2 separate regions of the Hordeum vulgare genome follow, and region 1 is linked to region 2. The links are chromatin contacts, called in public Hi-C maps. All regions are on one chromosome and are shown on one strand. Each heading gives the region's core, a stretch centred on a gene start, on an enhancer-like site or on the middle of the called end of the contact. The rest is flanking DNA. Distances are from core to core; before and after follow the strand shown.

Region 1 (4,402 bases), core at 306-2,805, 140 kb before region 2:
CACTCTCACAGATGGCATCCACCACCAGAAGCGGTGGAGTGACTAGGGTTTTCTTCTTGCTTCACTTCCCTTCGAAGTGCTCTCAACCGTTGGATGCAGCGAGGATCAATGGCTAACATGTGTTGGACTTATGGGATGATGTTGGGCTGCCAACACAACTCCATGTGGAGGGATTTATCCCAATAATACTTACTTAAATACCTATATTCCTGGCCTCCTAGTACGGTGCATGAAAATGAAAAAGTAATCTTGCTCCGGGGAAGAAGGCGGGATTTTATTTTATTCTTCTCGCACGGTACAAGAACACTGACGGTACTCTCGTGACCTCGGTCCTCCTCCTGCTCCGCCCACGTCGGTCGTTGTCGGTGTTATATCCTCTCCCATCTCCCGCTACAAGAAGCCGCATCTGGTCCACCTCTTATGTGGTGCGACGGCAATGGGTCCTAGATAGGGAAGAAGTAGGGGTCATAGGCCGCTCGAGGCAGGAGGGAGGGGCTGGGATGTAGAGGTCTGAAAGAGGTGAGGTGAAGGAGTTTGAGGTGAACTAATCAAGTTTTTTAGCTCAACTGCTCGAGTGCATGATGCAATCTGTACCGTATGTCATCATACGTCGTGAGTCAAACTAACTCGACTTTTGCCGATGTTGCGACCCACTTGTTTTGTAGGCATGCTACAACCCACTTGGTTTTTTAGGAATGTTGCGACAGTCACCCCTATGTCTTGCGGGACCTATTTATCGCATTAAGCGATTGAAGAAGGATCAAACGTCGGCCCATGAGCATATATTGAAAACAGAAGTAATAAGAGAATAAAAGGTGATGAGCACGGGGAGTTGATCCCGTGCTCTCGTAATAGTAGGCAACATTGATAGTCACTCCGATAGCTTCCCATTTTGTCATAACATGAAGGGGCGTGACCTACTTAGAGGGGAAAATTCTAGTTTTTTATTAGTTTTGCCATTCTCTTTTGCAATTTTTATTTGTTTTCTTCTTTCTTCTCAAATTTTGGTTTGGTTTTCATTTTTCTACTCCATTTTTGTTCATTTTTTTATGTTTGTTTTGTTTTCGCTTTTAATAAGTGATCAACATTTTTTCTATACATGGTTAACATTGTCCTAACGCTTATTTAATGTTATTTAAATACTTTCTCAATGTTTTAATACATACTCCACATTTTCCAAATATTTGTTCAATATTTTTTACTTGTTTAACATTTCTTAATACTTATGCAACATTTCTAAATACTTATTCAACATTTTTTACATACTTTTTCAACATTTTTTATATACTCGTTCAACCTCTTATAATATTTGTTCAATATTTTATTAGTTGTTTCACATTTTTTAATAATAATTAAACATTTTTCAATAGTTGTTCAACATTTGAAAAGTTCTTTTTGTTTATATATGTAAAAAAATAAAGTACGAAAAAAGAAAGAATAAAAACAGGAAACAAAACAGGTCGTAGCCTCTCGCGCGGCTGGCCGGCCCATCGAGGCCTGACCCCTGTGCTCGCTAAAAGCGACACATAGGAGCGCCCCCTATGTCCCGGGACCTCCTAATCGGCGCATTCTGCACCGGCTAGGTTCCTAGCGCCCATGCGGCTGCATGTATGGGCCGGACCATCCCGAGAAAAGCGAATCGCTAGCCAGGCTCACACCTTCCAACGATTTCATTCGACGGTTGACTTCCCAAAAAGGAATACATCGCACAAAATCAAAAACGTTTATGAATTAATTTTTTTCACAGATTTGGATAAAGTTCACAAACTTAAAAAAGTTCATCATTTTAGAAAAGAAATCACGAAATTGAAAAGGTGAGTCAAACGTATTGTTTTACAAATTTGAACAAAGTTCATTATTTTTGACAAAAGTTTAATGAATTTTTTAAAAAGCTAATATATTGTCGAAAAATGTTCATTGAATTTAGAAGAGTTTATCAAATTTTAAATAAAAGTTGACAGATTTGCAAAAGTTCATTTGTTTTGAAAAAAGTTCATGAAATTTGAAAAAAATAATCATTTATTTGGAAAAATGTTCACGGTTTTGAAACAAAAAACATGGGTTTGATAAAACTTTTCAAATTTGATGGAAAATTCATGTGTTTCGAAAAAAAGTTCACATGCTAAAAAACTCATCGTTTTAATAAAAAAGAATTGGATTCCAAAAAAGTTCACCAATTTGAAGAGAAAAAAGTTAATGGTTATAAAAATGTTTGTAACTTTTTTTAAAATGGGGGATCGAAAAAAAACCGGCCAAAACAAAACCGAACATAAACCACAAACAGGAAACTCTCGTTCTTTCGTCTTATTATATTTAAAGAGAAAAGATGTATAGTAGTCTCAAAAGGTATAGCGTCGTGTTGCTTAACGTGGTTTGTACCTCTCCTAGAGGACGCTGGTTCGATGCTCGGCCAACGCATGTCTTTCTGAAGTATTCTACTATAGAGAGGAAGAAGAGCGGATATGCGTGGGCCGGCCCAAGGATGATCGTGTGTTTGGTTAGCCAGTTAGCCTATGTCCAATGCCTTAAGCGCCGAATAGAATTTTCCCTATGTTTCACTTATAGAGAAGCGTAGGGGAGCCTCCCTGAAGGCGAGAGCGTCATGGGCCTGCTAGGGGCATGGGAACCACAACCTTTTTGTTTTGTTTTATTTTAATTTTTTGTTTATACCTTCAAATATTATAATAAATATATATTTCAAAAACACTTTACATAAAACACTCAAAACAATGTTGACCAATCATTTGAAAAAAATGTTAAATATGTGATGACCTCTTGAAATCTATTGACATAGTTGAATCGGATGATGATAGTGCACTCGATGAAGAGATGGGGTTCTCCCTCATTTGGTTGTTCCAACACCCTCAAGAGATCTCTTTGAATCTATGGATCAAGTGGTTGATAAGAAATATACCCACCTTAAAAAAATTGAATGGGGACGAGTCCTTTCTCACAAACCTATCAGTAGGAACCATGGGAACATTAAAATCATGGAGAAAGTTGTTGACTACAAGAGAAATCAAAACCTAAAAGTTCCACCAACTTTCAAAGATAAATCATTTTCCATACACGCATTTTTAATTCATCAAGCATCTAAGATCAATATTTTTATTGGTGATGTTGATGATAGTAGAAATATAATTGCCTCTCATTTAGTTGGTGATGAAAAATAAAGATGCATGGATTTTTCCACTAATAATCTTGAGATTGTCTTACCCGATAATATAGATATTGTTGCTCATGACTTCTCGAAAACTCTAGTTAGGTCCTCTTCCCCTAACCCAGTAGGTAATGTTGATGTGTTAGGAAAGACTCATATTGTTCTCACTAAGGTTAAGTCTAGTGGATTGTCTGACCCCTTTTAAACTCTTAATATGATGTCTCATTTGGAATATTAGGGGTCTTTGTGAGCCTCGTAAAGTTCAGTGCCTCTGTGATACCATTGCTAAAATTAATCATAAATTTATTTGATTTCAAGTTACCAATGTAGAATCATGTGTGAGGGTTTCCTTAATTCTCTTGATAGACATTGTGCTTTTACCTAGCATTTCTTGCGTGCTGTAAAAACTGTTGGGGGTATTCTAGTTGGTATTAAGCAAGATTTATATGAGGTGGTTGGCTTCTCCAACAAAGAATTTGTTGTGGTTGCTGTTGTTAAGAATAAATCTAATGGTTTTATTTGGCACTTAGTCATTGTTTATGGTTTCTTATCCTTAACTCAAGATGGATTTTGATTTGTGGTGATTTTAATTTGGCGTGGAGTGATGCTGATAAGGGTAGTTGGCTAATCAACCCCCATATCACATTTATGTTTAATGATTGGATTATTATATGGGGATTATTTGAACTTTCTATTTCTAATCGTAGTTTTACTTGGTTTAATAATCAAAGTGACCTAGTGTTTGCTGTTATTGATAGAGTTCACTTCTGTGAACTTGGATGCACATTTTCCCTTATCCTCTCTTGTGGCTCTTCCAAGAGATGGGAGTGACCACACCCCCTGGTGTTGGACACTAGGGCTAGAAATGTCCTTTCTAAAGTAATAATCTATATACGACTGATTATGCGGGGATGAAAGTGATTAAAACCGAGATAGATGATATTTGGAAAAAAAATACTGCCATGTGGCAGGGATCTAGAGATAGAAAGTCCTTGAAGGGAATCGCAATAATGCTTATTTCAATTGTCTGGCTAACCATAGACACCGCAAAAAATTATTTATCTGAGTTGGTTGGTCATGATGTTCATGCGACCTCCAGTTCTGATATGCTTGATGTTGCTACTCTTTCTATAAAAGAACTTTTTTTCCATTGAACCTAAACCTGATATCCATGTGGATTCTAACTTTTGGGTTGAGGAGGAACTCGTGACTAAGGATGAGAAGGTTGCTTTGGAAAGAACT
Region 2 (3,932 bases), core at 1,261-3,760:
GGACCCACGAGGGAGTCACGAGCCCCCCAGGCGCGCCGGGGGGGGGGGGGGCGCCTCCCTGCCTCGTGGCTTCCTCGGGACTCCTGTCTGGTATCTTTTTCTTTTGGTATTTTTGATATTTTCCATAAAAAATCACGGCGAAAGTTTTATTCCGTTTGGACTCCGTTTGATATTCCTATCTGAAAAAGGTCAAAAACAAGAAAAAAATAGAAACTGGCACTGGGCTCTAGGTCAATAGGTTAGTCCCAAAAATAATATAAAATAGCATATTTATGCATACAAAACATCCAAAGTTGATAATATAATAGAATATGGAACGATAAAAAATTATAGATACGTTGGAGACGTATCAGTAAGTTGGCTGAGATCGATTGCTCTCTTTTCTTTCGTAGAAGGATGGACCCTGTGTTGTCCAGCCAGTGGGATGACATTTGCGACACTGTGAATGGCATGCCCCTCACTCAAGAGTGTGACTATGTTTCTGGGGGTTGAACAAAATTGGACGATACAGTACCAAGTCCATGCATAAATGGCGTGAACGACCACTCAGTGGATGTAATTACAAGTGAATCTAAAAGGCCAAAATACCTGTGAAGATTCAAATCTTCCTTTGGCAGCTCTCCAAGACGCTGTCCTCACTAGAGAGGCGATGAAAAGGCATCGTTGGCATGGGAATCCAATCCGCTCTTTTTTAGAAAGGTTGACACTTCACGTCATCCGTTTTCCAAGTGTTCTGTTGCCAGGGTTGTTTGGAGATCGATTGGAGTGATCGTTGGAGCAAATTTATGTCCGAGTAATTACTGACAATTCTTTTCGTGGTGCTTTACTTTCCTTTCTCGTGATGAACGTTTCTATATTATGGCTCTTGGAGCAGTAACCTGGGCTATCTGGCTGGCCCGGAACAAAGGCACTTAAAAAAATAAATTGATCCAATCTCCTTCGAGATAGTGTTCACGACATGTTCGTTTCTCTTATACTAGGCATGGCTTCACAAAGGCGAGGATGTGGAAAGACTTCACGCTGGAGCCAAGATGATTCGCAATTGGACCATGATGCTCATGAAAGTGTGCAACAACTCAACGAAGATCGGTGCGGAGTATTGAGGTCACCTCTGGTTGGAGAGGACCGAGGTTGGTCGCCCGAGAGGCCGTTAAACAATGAATCTTCTATTTTACTGCTTGTTGTTGGATTTAGATCCTGCGTCGCTTGTACTTTTGTTGTACTATTGGTTGCCTATGTTTGTAATAGGTCTAGTTATAATTCTTCGTGTTGTCTAAGTTTTCGTCCCATAGCGTCTGTTTCGATGGCGAGCAATCGCGGTGGTTTTTTAGCAGTGCTTTGAGCTTGCTCCTTTCCCTACCTTATTCTTCCTAGTTGTTGTATGACTTTGTATTTCCGTTCTAGTAATGGAAAGGGGGAAAACCCGGTTAAAAAACATGAATGCTCTCCCACACGACGAACTCCATATCCGCCTGGGTCTCAATCTTCGGGAAGTTGAGGTCCGACCTCAGGCTCCCCGCACACCACACTGCCACGTCGTAGGCAGTCATGCCCTTGTCGACGATGGAATACATGTCGAGCCAAAAGCGGCGGCCAGCGTCAATGGATTCCGCCCCAAAGTTGTGGGAAGACTTTGCCCGCACGCCGAAGAACACCATCTTGCTCTCCGGGGTCTTCTTCGGCGGCATGGCATCGACGGGTGGTGGCTTGGTGATGGCGGTACGTCGGTGTGATGGTTGTTGGCAACGTCGATGACGGACGATTCATGGGGCGGTGGTGGCTGCGATGACGACAAAGGCTGCAACGATGACGTAGACGACGACGAAGACGAATCAAGCGGCGGACGACGGTCGAATCGCGGGGCGGCGAAAAATCAATCGGTCTGCGGCGTCCGGTGGCTGGTGTTGGGTGGTGGCGATAGTGCAGGGGGTGTAGAGGAAGGAAGAAGATGGGGCGAGGAAAAAAACAGTGCACGTGGCCGTTTTACATCTCGCGCATTCGAAGATGTATATTTTCATTTTGAGATGTCATATTTTACATCTTCAAAAAGCAAATATATAACCTTTTTCTACCTACACATCATTTGTTGGAGGTGGGTTTGGGCCTCCAAGGACCAAGTCAAGTCACCCAACCAGCGTCCGAAGACTTCTCCGTGAATGCATCCTCTCGATTGACATCCCCCGATCTAGCCGTGTCAACAAGGTGATGAGACGCCTGCGTTCTTGATTCATTCATTCACATCATAAGAAAAAAAGGTCGTTCGAAAATTATTTTATCTATACTCTATCTAATAAGAAAAGACCGTGAGGCCAGACGGAAGCGAGTAAACAGAGGGAAGAAGCGGGGAAAAGCAACGGAACGGGGGAAGGAAGGCAGAGGCCGCGTGCAGTGTGCGACGTGTAACCGGAGGCATTGACTCGCTGGACTTCTTCCCCAAGCCGCGTGGCCCCGGACCAAACCCGGGTGGAGGAAAAAGAAAAGAAAAATAATAATAGCAGCGAGCGAGCGATAGAGAGAGAGAGAGAGGGCAACAAACCAGCTGCCCCCCCGGTCCCTCCCTCCCCCCCTCCCTCTCGAGAAAGGAGAAAACAAAGGCCAAATGGCGGGGGTCGTCGTCTCCAGCCACCACCGATCCCCTCCTCCCTCCACCCCACCCCGCCATTACCACTGTGGCCACCACTAACTAGGGTTTCGTCCGCGGCCCCCCCATAAGCCCCTCCCCTCCCCTTCCCGATGCCCTGGTGGAAGCGCTCCGCCCACCGCCCTTCCTCCGCCTCCGCCTCCACGCCCGCCTCCCCCGCCCGCGCCTCCACCTCCCGCATCCCCCGCCACGATGGCGCCGGCGACCTGCCCCGCCTCACCAGGCAGCGCCGCCTGCGCCATGTCGACGACATCGAGGTCGGGGCCTCCGCGCTCCGCCTCGACGACCCGCACGCCGCCCCGCCCTCCTCCTCCTCCTACCCCGCCAGGAGGGACGCGGTCTGGTCCGGGCTCGCCACCGCCAGCTCCACGCCGATCTCGAGGTCGCCGAGTAACATGATGGAGGCGGCGCCGGCCAGGTCGTCGTCCACGCCCATGCTGCTGCCCCACCCTCTGCCGCTGCCCCACCAGGATGACTCGCCCTGCCGAGGGCCTGGGAGGCCGCTCCCCTCCCCGAGGATGTTCGACGGGGATTGCAACGGATCGGCTGACTTCCTGGGGGTCGCAGACACTGGAGGCGACAGGCCGTCCACGTTTCCAAGGTGGTGATGCGTTTTTTCTGTTCTCTCTACTACCCCAGTTTATTAGATGCTTCAAGCTTCCTTGCTTTGCTCTTCAATTCAAGTCCGTTAAACGGGGTAACCTTGTTAGTTCTGTTTTACTACTGATGAAGCGATTAGGGTGAGGTCACCAGCAGTGATTTCTGAATGAGTTTAGGGTTACCAACACTATGGCCATATAAGAAGGCATGCCAGATGGCACTATACACTAAAATTGTCACACTACTAGCATTTTGACCACTTTGTAGGGCAGATTGTTTTGAGGTTGGTGAGAGCAGTTTTATGTGAACACTAAAAACGACCAGGGATTGAGCAATCAGGGCTGGTGGCCTTTGCTATAGTCTTCTAACCATGTTGACAATATCAAATTAGCTTGGATTAGGGCCTCAGATGCACATTGCTGCGTAGTTGCATTCCACTAAGACGATTTTAGGCTTACTTGCAAACTTATTTAGCTTATGGTATGACTAGGAGATCATGCCACCTTAGCAAAATTTGGATGATATGTCACGAAGAGTTATTGTGCTTTTGGACCCCCAGAACGAGTTGAGACAGTTTGCTGTTGGGTGCTATGATATCCCATAACATTTGCACTTGATGATGATTGGTTAAGCTACTTGCGATTTTATTAGATCCTGACATGAAAGAAAATGCTGGCTCAGATTGTGATTT

Evidence for each region. Hi-C and Micro-C count contacts between places; a contact is called where the count stands out from the background.
Region 1: a Hi-C map of leaf shows a contact between it and region 2, with 2.0 times the contacts expected there. The contact joins the enhancer-like site here to the promoter of LOC123452373 in region 2. A contact is called at or near these places in 2 of 6 Hi-C or Micro-C datasets (leaf and seedling).

The regions. Positions count from the first base shown.
Region 1 is chr5H:532,494,989-532,499,390 of MorexV3_pseudomolecules_assembly, reverse strand. No RefSeq gene overlaps it. Among protein-coding and RNA genes, the nearest start is that of LOC123452375, 15 kb to the right of the region's middle. Within about 2 kb of position 1,555, at least 3 of the 3 cell types and tissues checked have open chromatin away from gene starts, as enhancers often do. A contact at or near this core is called in leaf and seedling, where this site is marked.
Region 2 is chr5H:532,358,466-532,362,397 of MorexV3_pseudomolecules_assembly, reverse strand. LOC123452373 (mitogen-activated protein kinase kinase kinase 5-like) reads left to right here and starts at 2,510. Exons shown (of 11, transcript XM_045129022.1): 1 at 2,510-3,242. The coding sequence starts at 2,734.